Linked DNA regions of Sus scrofa: region 1 is linked to region 2. A link is a contact called in public HiChIP or PLAC-seq data. All regions are on one chromosome and are shown on one strand. The core of a region is the stretch at or near the end of the contact, and the rest is flanking DNA. Distances in the headings are between cores, read along the strand shown. Region 1 holds the start of KDM6A (lysine-specific demethylase 6A). Region 2 holds the start of FUNDC1 (FUN14 domain-containing protein 1).

Evidence for each region. HiChIP or PLAC-seq counts read pairs in DNA pulled down with a chosen protein or histone mark.
Region 1: a contact with region 2 is called in an H3K27ac HiChIP or PLAC-seq map of alveolar macrophages. The contact joins the promoter of KDM6A here to the promoter of FUNDC1 in region 2. A contact is called at or near these places in 1 of 5 promoter capture datasets (fetal liver), 9 of 47 Hi-C or Micro-C datasets (alveolar macrophages, embryonic fibroblasts, epiblast stem cells and 5 more) and 2 of 2 datasets of contacts at active chromatin or transcription factors (alveolar macrophages and skeletal muscle).

What each region holds. Positions count from the first base shown.
Region 1 is chrX:39,950,738-39,956,339 of Sscrofa11.1, reverse strand. KDM6A (lysine-specific demethylase 6A) reads right to left here and starts at 2,576. Exons shown (of 27, transcript XM_021079784.1): 1 at 2,005-2,576; 2 at 1,707-1,770. The coding sequence starts at 2,165.
Region 2 is chrX:39,733,657-39,739,239 of Sscrofa11.1, reverse strand. It overlaps FUNDC1 (FUN14 domain-containing protein 1), which reads left to right and starts at 1,577. Exons shown (of 5, transcript XM_003135038.4): 1 at 1,577-1,808; 2 at 2,532-2,688. The coding sequence starts at 1,781.

The sequences.
Region 1 (5,602 bases), core at 1,327-3,826, 220 kb before region 2:
ATTTTGCTTAATCTTTTGGGAGGACAACTTTGACAGTAGTCAAGTAATTTTAAATAACATACTTTAAATACTCAGGTTGAAAAAAATTTTTTCAAGGCTTCAAATCATTTGAGAGCTAGTCGCTATTCATTTTTCCGGCGATAATTTCAATGAAGCCAATTAATACCTACATAGTCAGTTTAATTCAACTTTTGTCCACCGGTCAAAGGGACTGGGTTTACTGAAAAGGATTATTCCTGTTTAGCTTTCTGGTCATTTACCTGTGTTTGAAACCCCTTACACTTAAGTTACACTGAAACAGAAACAAAAGTATAATTTCAAATAAAAGGAATTAGTGACTCTCCTAAATCAAACTACAGATAAAAATTCGGGACAACTAAATTACAAAAAAAAAAAAAATCAACTTAAGAATATAACTCAAGGCTTTAGTCATTTCAAACTTCCTTCTCAATCGCAACAATAACGCCAGGTGTCAATTGCAAAGCTACTGATTTCAGCTGGGGAAGATAACGTCTAATGGATGCACCACCTATCCCGCACACTCCAAGTTTCACGGTCCCGATCAAGAAGCAAGCGTACAAGTATCACTTCGATCAGATTTTGGTCAAGAGACACAAACTGATGAACACAGATCGAGACTCCACTGCCTTTGTTCAATAGCTGACGGATGGGTAACTAAATGTGCTACAGGTTGATAAGCATTTACCAGGTTTCTGAATGCTGCTTTCAAGCCTGAGAAGGGTACAAGCATTCTGGATGCAAATAGTCTTGGGGAATTTTTATCAAACCTCACCGAGCTGCACACTCCGAAGGAGAGGCCTATTCATCGCTACTATTTATTTCCATGTTTACCTCTCCTCCCTCCCCCCAAACCCCCCCTTCACTTTCTCCTCCCACCCTGTCCCGCCATCTTGGGCCGATAGGAGCAGCCATTACTTAACTAAATGACAGTGCCAACAACTTTCCACACAAATAAACAGAGACTACACCCCGAATTCTCCCCGGCCTCCCCTGTCAGACGCGCAGGAAGCGAGGCTCCAGGAAGAAAACACGTTCACAAATAAGTGCAGGATTTCTGCCGCCCAAACACCCCGAAAGTAAACAAGTCACCTAACTTCAGGTAGAAGACAGACCCATCGAGAGGCATGTCAACAGCCCCATGCAAACTCTTCGCCGCCCTAACCTACGTGCAACTTCCCCCTTCTGGGAGCGGGGACACAAGAAAGCCCCCAACGGTGGGTTAACAGGGGACTTCACCAACAGCCTGCCTGGAGGAAAAGAATAAAAAATAAAAATAAATTAAAAAAAAAAAACCCACAGCAGGCAAGTAACTCGGAAATGTGGGGGAAATCTACACGCATTCACGAGCCCTTGACCCTAAACTGCCACCTCGGAGAGATCGTGGCTCGACTTTCCAAAAGCCCCCAAATAACAGGCTCTTTGGTCGACCCGGGGGGAGCTCGGCCCCGAAACGCTGCCGTCTCTGTTCCTCCAGCTACGAGAGGAGAGGGCGATTTCACAAGGGAGCGAGCGAGGGATCCGGGGGTGGGGGGGTGGGGGGAGAGCAGAGGCAGGAAATAGTTTTCCGGAAGCCCCTCGGCCATCGTTCGCGGCCACAATGAGCGCCGGCCGGGCCGCCGGGCCCGGGGCGAGCGGGGCGCCGGCCGCGTACACCGTGTCCGCGCTCCGGCCCGCGGCTGCCTTACCTTGCCCAGTAGGGCCTTCGTCCTGGCGCCATCTTCATGAAACCTCACGAACCCGAAGAGGCGGCTGTGGGGAGAGACACACACGCGGCCCGTTAAGGCTCCGCCGGCACCACCGACCCATCCCTGCCCGAGCCCGAGGCCCCAGCGGCGGCGATCACGGCACCGAGAGCGCCAAGCCGAGGTGCCCGCCCCGCCGCCGCCACTGCTACCGCGGCCAGAGGCGAGCCGCGCTCGGGCCTCCCCAGAGAGCGGCGCCAACCCGTCCGGAGCCGACCGGGCGGGTGACGGCGGCCCGTACCTGTCCAGTCCGCCGAGCGCCTCCCTCTCCTCGGCTGTCAGGCTCGGGGACGCCTCCTCGCTCTCGCCGCTCGCTTTTCCCGCCGCCATTTTCTTTTCCTCATCACCGAAAGCGGCGGCGGCAGCGGCGGCGGTAGCGAGCGACACTCCGCAGGATTTCATGGAAACGCAGCGAATTCACAACTCCAACGCCGACACCCCCCTCGCGGGCCGGGGCCCGCAACGACGCTCCCAATCTCCGCGCGGGACCGGCACACCAACTTTATCGCCGCCTCCTCCTCCGCCGCGGGCGGCAGCGACGAAAAATCCCAACGCGGCGGCGGTGAAGGTGGCGGCGGCAGGGGCTGCGGAGCCCCCGGGTCGGCAGCGACGGCGGCTCGGCTTGTAGGGTCACATCGCGGGGGCGGGCGAGGGGCAGCCACGGGCGGGGACGGCGGGGACGGCCGGAGCGCGCGGGGCTGAGGGACTCGGGGGGGATTCGTTGGAGACACAAACTTCCCCGGCACCAGCACAAAGTTGTTGTAATTGTGTCACACAGCGAACCCCACGCCGCCGCCGTGACCCCCCCCTCCCCGCCCGGCCAGCGCCGCCAATCGGCGGGGCCCGCTCGCCTCACGTGACCTTTGTTGACTCACGTCAGCCGTGGCTCCACTCAACTTGCTAGCTGCCCGAGCCCCGCCCACCGAGGCCGCCACCGACGGGGAGCGGGACGCACGCCAATTCCGGCCGGTGGTTGGCTGCTCGGCCCGTCTGTCGGGGCGAAGGGTTGGCACCGAGAGGGACTAGCTGGTTAGGTTGTGCCGGTTAAATACACTGGGGCAGAGAATGGAGGGTCCGGGCCGTGTCACCTCGGGAGTCGCGGCGGGCTCGGGAGGGGGAGGGGAGCGTTGGGGAAGGGCGAGGTCCGGCACCGCCCGCGGCGGGCGCGAGCAGTGAGCGAGGACGCCATGGACGGCCTCTGCCTGGCCGAGAGCCCCGGGCTGGGCCGGGATCGCGGCTCCAGCAGCATAGGCTCCGGGGGTCCCGGCCCCAGAGGGCCTGATAAGGGTCGCGTCGCCGGGAGGCGGTGCCTGGCCCCTGACCTCCGCCCTCCAAAGAAGGCGCACACTTTTGGCACCGCTGGAGATAATGGCCTCCGCGAGGAGTGCACTCGGGCAGCGACTGCCGGCCCCCGTGCTCCGCGCCTCGGGCGGCGCCTTAGGCCAGGCCTCCGCTGCCAGCCCCGATTCCCTCGCTCGCGCCGCAAGTGAAGGGAGAAAGGCCCCGTGATCCCCAGCCGGAGGGAATGAAGAGTCGCCCACGGGGGTCCGGCTCGCAGACCACGCTCCCCACCGCCGAAGGTCTGTTGGCGGCACTTTGGGGCCAAATTTTCGTGCTACCCGCGTTTTATCAGTAGTTCATTATAGTGTTGTAAGGAAAAGCGATGACGAAAAATTGTTAAAGCGACATCTCCAGAATGTTGGTTTGATCTCAGTGGGGCCCTCATGGAAGAGTTGGGGCTACTTGTAGACAGGCCTGAGAGAAGACATAATTCAGATCCTCATCGAAGCTTGCAGCCCAGAAAACCTTTTTCTGTCCACCGCCCCCCCCCCCCGCCCCATGTCTTTGGCAACAGTAACTTGTTCCGGCCATATGCAAATAAAAGTCACTAGTCTGCCTTTCTATCTACAGTATAATTGGGAGGAAAAGAAAACATGTGTTCGGTCCATTACGCTTTTCAAAAGACATTGAATAAGCTATGTCTCATATAACAGATCTGTTAGAGGGCACACCTCCAGTCATCAGGGATAGGACAAAATTAATGGACATATAAAGACAAGGTTTCCTTTATAAACATGGACTCTATATTTTCAACAATGTAACCAATAAGCGTGATATCTTTAACTTGTATTTCAAAATATAAGGAAGACAATTCAGTGCTGACTCAATAATCCTAGCAGTTTTTCAGTGAGAAGCTATGGAAATCCCAACTGGTTTTGCACACAAACACAGTTTTAAATAGTTCCCCTGAGACTAGTAACTAGACTAACAAACTATAGTTTTATATGGATTATATTTCATGTTTAATTACTTTCTCTGAAACGCCTCTCCCAGTCTTTATGCTAGTCCTTCCATTTTACTTGAATGAGTAAGTACAAGGCTGCATGTTTTTTACAGCTAAATTAATGCATGCATTAACTTTGTCAAAACAGATGACCTTCAAAGCCTGGGAGACTTTGACACCACTCTCTCCCCATCACCACCACACCACACACACTCTTAGACTTCCACAAGTAGAGAGAAATTCTGACAATTTTCCTGGAGCTGGTGGTTCTTGACTCAGGCCCTTTCCACGAATTTTCAGACTACCCACCTCCAGCCCCTCAAAACCTTCTTAGCAGCAGAATTGCATGGAGTGAGTGCGATGGGTGGGGTTGAGGTCTAGCAGACCTGGATGCAAATCATTACTCTGCACAGGCTGTGCATCCTTGGGAAAGTTATTTATCCTCTAAGCCAGAACTGGATGTCTAGTCCAACTACAGATATCCGTCCTCCATCATGAAGCATGAGACAATTTGTATGCAATAATATAGTCCTGATATCACTATACAGTTTTTTTAGATCTTGCACAGTTTATAATCTGTCAAGTAAATTTATGTAGGTAAAGTGCCAGGCACCTAATATGCATTCAAAGACCTCAAAAAAATAGGAACAGGAGTTCCTGTCATGGCTCAGTGGAAATGAATCCGACTAGCATCCATGGGGATGCAGGTTCGATCCTTGGCCTCGCTCAGTGGGTTAAGGATCCAGTGTTGCCGTCAGCTGTGGTATAGGCTGCAAACATGGCTCGGATCTCGCGTTGCTGTGGCAGTGGTGTAAGGCCAGTGTTCCCAGGCTAGAGGTAGCTGCGATTTGACCCCCAGCCTGGGACCCTCCATATGCTGCGAGTGTGGCCCTAAAAAAAAAAAAAAAGGAACAGAGTTCCTATTGTGGCTCAGCAGGTTAAAGACCCAACATAGTCTCAGGATTGAACCTGTATCCTCACAGAGATACAGATACAGGTTCAATCCCTGGTCTTGCTCAGTGGGTCAAGGATCCGGCATTGCTGCAAGCTGCTGGTGTAGGTCACAGATGCGGCTCAGATCGAGTGTTTCTGTGGCTGCAGCTTCCGCTTGCAGCTGCAGCTCCAATTCAACTCCTAGCCCGGGAACTTCCATATGCCGCAGGTGCGGGCCTAAAAATAAATAATTCATTCATTAAGAAAGTTAATCACCACTCTACCAATGACTTCCTCTTTATCTATCCCTCCCCTATGGAAAAGCCCAACACATGGGCAGTTCTAATCTACTTTTTATTGGGGGCATATAACCCAACATTACCACATCTCTATTCTAAAATTAAACCTTATATCATTGTAGTACTGATTCTTGTTTCATAATTATAACTTAATACATTAGGAGGTGGGGAGAGTAATTTGAATTTACCAAGTTGATATAACTAATATATGCATAGATAAATCAATGTTTTAAAATTATATGAAATTTGTATCATGCCGAGTTGGATTATGGACTAATCAGTGCATCATTTGTAGCCGCATTGTATTAATACTAATGTAAGTA
Region 2 (5,583 bases), core at 328-2,827:
CACCCTCTTGAACCCACCAGGAGGATCCATAGCTCCGTTTAAACTCTGTGTACACAATTCACACATTCAGCTGTTCATCACCGAGCCAACAAAATGACAGCTTTTTCAATACTGGGAAAGAAAAAACCTCACACTAGAAAAATATATTAAACAACCAACTTCCTTGAGGTAATGGCAAGGGCGTACTGCAAGAAAAAGGGGAGAGCATTAAAAAGTTCATTCTAGCCCTCAAGTCCTTTAGAGAAATGACTGCCTTTTAATTCATTTTTGGACAGGTTTCAGATACGTTTTGGATACAGAGATCTCTTCTTGGGCATCATAAGAGCAGTGTTTTGTTCCCATTTTCTCCCTCATTTCTCCATAATCATTTAATTTGAAACACTATTGCTTTGATAGGAAAGCTGCTTCTTCCTGTAGTTGGTAGCTACAGCTAGAAGCATGTGACAGTGTCATTTGGGCGTCATTGGCCCAGTCAACCCTCTTCCAATTTGTAATTTTTTTCCTTTCTTCTCCTTTCTGTTCTTTCAGTGGCCCATCACTTGCGATTTCTCTTATTTGTTAGCACCTCATGAGGCATAGATGGGCAATGAGGAGGAAGGCGTGTATGAACTCAAATCTGTTAACTCTTGGAAGAAAATATTTCAGTGGGGACTTCTGAAGTTACGTCCCTTAAAGTGATTTTGTTTCCAAAAAGAGTCACCTTCCACAAAGTGATCACAAACATCTCCAGGCAGTCTTAGAATTGCATTTTGAGTGGCACAATCAGAGGAGCTTGAGAGAATCAACCTTTGCATTTAAAGCACCAGGATTTGAAAAGCCAAGTGCAATTATGTAAGTCAATATTTTAAGGAAAGCAACTTCTACCAGAATTTCTTGTTTTTTCCTTCATATTCATATTCTCGGAATAGGAATACTGATAGGGCTGTGTTAATTGTACAACGAATGGCGGTGCAAAGCAAATTCAAAACAAGTTTGGGGTTGAGTTAGTGACTGGGTGATTAACACAGCTTTTCATTCAACTGAAACCCGTAGGGCTTCTGGGAGAAGAACTTGACCTCGTTCCCTCTGTCAGATTCAAATAATAAAAATGATGCTCAAAAATTATGTCCTCTTGAATAACGCGTGTCAGGTCAGTTCCTAGGCCTTCCTCTTCCTCCCTTGGGTTCCTGGCAGGAAACGTGTGGAGAAGGAGAGGATGAAAAGGTTCCAATTCCCAGCAGCAGCGCGTTAGAAAAATTTTCCATCTGTTAGCCCTTGACTCCTCAGAAAAGTGTGGCTTGAAACGGGGTTTCTCTTACCTCTTTTCAAAAGCCTCTTTCTGGTACAGCGCTACAAACGGCAAGCTGCTTTTCGACGTAACCGCCCTGTGACACCCCCTCCCCTCCAGACCTGAGGCCCTTTAAAACAAAATAACAAGATTCTTGTTCTGGAAATTCTAGAGGGGGAGGGGTGGGAAACCAGGTTTGTAGATGGCAACGGACTACAACTCCCACAAGCCCTCGCGGGCTGCTAGCCGCGCCCCCTCCCCTCCCCCCTCCCCGCACCCCCTGAGCCTGACGCTTGCGCAGAAGGCCCTGCGCTTGGAGGAGGAGGCGGGGACAGGACAACGCGCCAGGAGGAAGAGGAGGAGGAGGAGGAGGAGGAGGAGAAGGAGGAGGCGCAGGCGGAGGAGGGAAAAAAAGAGACCATAGACTTCCACCTGGGTCTAGAGCGGCTCTTAAAGTAGTAGGGAGAGGAGGGAGGGCTGGGACCACCTTCAGTACAGGCCGCCGGCGGTATCATGGCGACCCGGAACCCCCCTCCCCAAGGTGAGCGGCCGGGCCCCGAAGTAGTATTTTAGACGCGGCTCACAGCTCTCGACCTTGCTTTGGGGGCGCCTCTTCCTTTCCCTGACCTAGGGTTCCTGGGAGCTCTGTGGTTTTTTTTTTTTTGGAGGTAGCCTCTTTGAGTACCCCCTCCCCGCAGGCGAAGAGGGGCTCCCTCCCCTCCCCCAACACAGCCCCACCTCCCGCCTTACCTACACCTACGGCCCTTTCTAGCTGTCTTCTAATGTTTTTAAAAATTTTGGCTCTGAAGTGATTAATGCTCCACTGACAGACCCGACTCTGTCAGTGGAGGATCCCCCTTTTTTTCTCCCACTGAGAAGAATGGACCCTGCGCTGACCCTGAACCTGAGACTTGAGGGTAACCCTTCCTGCTGTGGAACTCTGACCGGACCCTATTGAGACTGGGGTGGGGGTGGACCCGGCTGTGAAACTCCGACCTGACCCTACTGAGATTTGGGGGCGGGTGACCCCTCTGCTGTGTAACTGACGTTGCCCTGACTCCCCGGGCTGGTTCCTGAGCCTTTAAAAGCGAGATGCTTTCGAGGCCCTAGTCTCAGGGATTGGGTTTAACAAAGTTTGTTACCATCTGGGCGTTTTTAGCTGTTTGCCAAAAGTAGCAATGAGTTGTAACAGATGAAAAATGTATAGGGCATTTTTAACTTTCGGTTGACTGTAAATGTGTTGCTTTCGTTTTCCGTTTTGAAGACTATGAAAGTGATGATGACTCTTACGAAGTGTTGGATTTAACTGAGTATGCCAGAAGACACCACTGGTGGAATCGAGTGTTTGGCCACAGTTCCGGACCTATGGTAGAAAAATACTCAGTGGCCACCCAGATTGTAATGGGTGGAGTGAGTGGCTGGTGAGAACATCTTTTTTCCTTGAATTTCATTGGGAGCCTGACTACTGTCCTTTTGTATCTGGGCCAATTCCGTGCTCAGTCAGTGGCTTTACACTGTTAATCCCTAAAGAGCTGTACCTTGAGGCTTTTCTCTGCCCTAAGATGAGTGTAATCTACTCTCACAGACTCTTGGGTTTTGATGATCCTCCTCCTCCATGCCCTCCCCTGTGCCCCCTCCTCACCCTTCCTTTGGTTCTTTGTAGATTTCCCCCCTTCTCAGCTTTAGCAGATGTTATTGGATCCGATTCAGTGACAGTGGCTAAAGAGAGAAAAACATAAAGGAGAAGAATTCATTATATGTAAATAATTTCTTCCTTGTGCTCACATCTGGAAAACGCTCTGAACTCCCACAGTAAAACTGATCCTCAGGAGTATCAGCCCCGTAGAGAGCAGTGTAAAATTCTCAGTAAAAATGACTGATTCTGTCCATTTTTAGGGGCTAGTTTGGATTGTGCTAATACGCTGAGGAAGAGCTGTAGAGCATTGGGTCTACATTGTTGGGAATAAAGGACTGATTGCTTACACAGTAGTAATGTTATGGAGGACGTTAAGGGGGAGAGGTTAATAAGCATTAACCTAACATTAATTAGGTTAACATTTCAGACCACATGATTGTATCATTGCCACTATGGATCCAATTCTGTTAGTCTTAGACTAAAAGATTAGCCAAATAACACAGGTCAGAAACAAGTTTGACCCTTTGTTTTGAAAATGTTTATGACCTTGAGAGAATCTTTGAAATTAGTGTGGGTGCATAACTTGTGAATAGTCACTTTTTTTCTTACATTCTAAGTTAAATTCATCTTACATGAATTTAAATATGTACAAACTTGATAAGTATAAAAGGAAATGTTTTGATTTGTGTTGTACACTCACCTTGGAATAATGGGGCACTCTTTTATGCTTTTTTTAATAAATGTCATTTTATGGTAGAAACACTCATTGTGAAGATTCTGTAATGAAGAGACGCTGTATTTATTCATAATGTGTACTTATTAATGCTGCTTATGAACAAAGCCTACAGTTCGAGAGAGGCCTAGTCAGAGCCCTGGTTCTTCAGATGATCCTTCACAGGCTGGTTGTACCTCGATGCCCACAATTCAGGACCTGGCCTTCTGCTTAAATAAGGCCACAGTTTGGTGCCATAGGCTGATTGGTTAATGTGAGTCACGGTCTGAAGCCCCATCTTAAAAGAGACTGAAAAAAAATAATTGAACACTAGAATTATATCATTGTGTATTTTCTCTTTGTAGGCCAAACTGGGTGAGAAGCCCTGTAATTGACAGAAGTTTGCTGGGAAAGCCTAGAGACAGAACAGGGAAATTAAATTAGTAGGTTTCCTGTAGTGGCTTGTATGCCATAGCAGGCAAAGGATAGACATGCTTGTGGAGCATACTCTCTGGGATATAGTTAAGACCTGGCTGTTGCTTCTCTCCTCTGCTCCCTTTTCGGAGTCTTTGCTGCTGTCTCCTGTACTGAGGGCCACATGTGTTTGGACTAGAGCCAGATGTCCATCCAGGAGCTGTGTAATAGACCTATAATGTTAAACAGGTGATTTGTTGTGCTGACTCTAGATTCAGTGTAATCTGTTTTTGCAGTTTTCTTAGGGTATGGAACTGTTGAACTGTTGTGGCATAAGTTAAGGAAGAATGGCTAACAGACTAATCCGTTAACAATTCAGACCAATTCAGGACATGAATGGGAAGCTAAGGAGATTATATTTAGCTGTCGGTAGCTATAGGTTCTTGAGCATGATGAGAAATTAAAACTGACAGCGGCATGGGTGGCTGCCGGGTGAGCTGGGAGGTGTGAAGATTAGTTAGAGGGCCCTTAGTGTGATCTGGAGGCAAGGCAGTGACACCCTTCAGGATGGAAAGAAGACAGAATCAAATACTGTTTTGGAGATCCCCGAGTGTAGAGAGCTGGCAGTCAGTTGGACCCCAAAGGCGATGAAGAAGGTGATCTGAGATGAGCGAGAGGAGGTGAGCCTAGAGAACGGTACTGTCGCTTACACACCGGCACCTTAGCAGCAGTTTTCTTGGTTGGAAAGATGGTGTTTGCTTTGGGACACTTTGAACATGTGGATCTGGGTGCAAGAGAAGCTCATCAGGTAATTGGAAATGTGAGATTTCCATTTATGAAGGTGTATTAGTTTCCCAGGGCTGTTGTGACAAAGCATCATGACTGGGTGGCTTAAAATGAAACTTATTCTTTCACGGGTCTGGAGGCCAGAAGTTTGAAAGGTGTCACCAGGGTTGGTTCCTTCATGGAGGCTCAGGGAGACTTTGTTCCATGCTTTTCTCCAGGCTTCTCTTGGTTGCCAGCAATCCTTGGCATTCCTTAAGTTGTAGACACATCCCTCCAATTCTGCCTCTGTCATCACATGGCCGCCTTCCCTCTGTGTGTCTCTATGACATATGGGATTTGGGGCCCATCCTACTCCAGTTTGGCCTCATCTGAACTAATTAATCTGCAATGACCTTAGTCCAAAGGTTCGGGGAAGGTCAAGGACTTGGGGAAAATCCAGTACAGAAGGCTCGAGTTAGAAATTTGAGATTCTTTTGCACACCGTGGATCTGGAACACTGAAGGGAATAATGAGCTCACAAGAAGTATGGGTTGACATCCTTACGGGATAAATGAGACAAAACAGGTTTAATATAGGCATAGAAATGGACAGGGAACCCATGAGAAATGAGGTATAGTCCTGAAGGTGGAACTCCAGCTGGACCTTAAAGGGTAGAAAAGTTTAAGACAGGTAGAGCTAGGTCAAAACCTCTAGAAACAGGGAGATGAATAGCTTGAGCAACAGTGGTGTGACCTGTATGGAAACTAATTGGGTTGGAGCAGAAGGTTT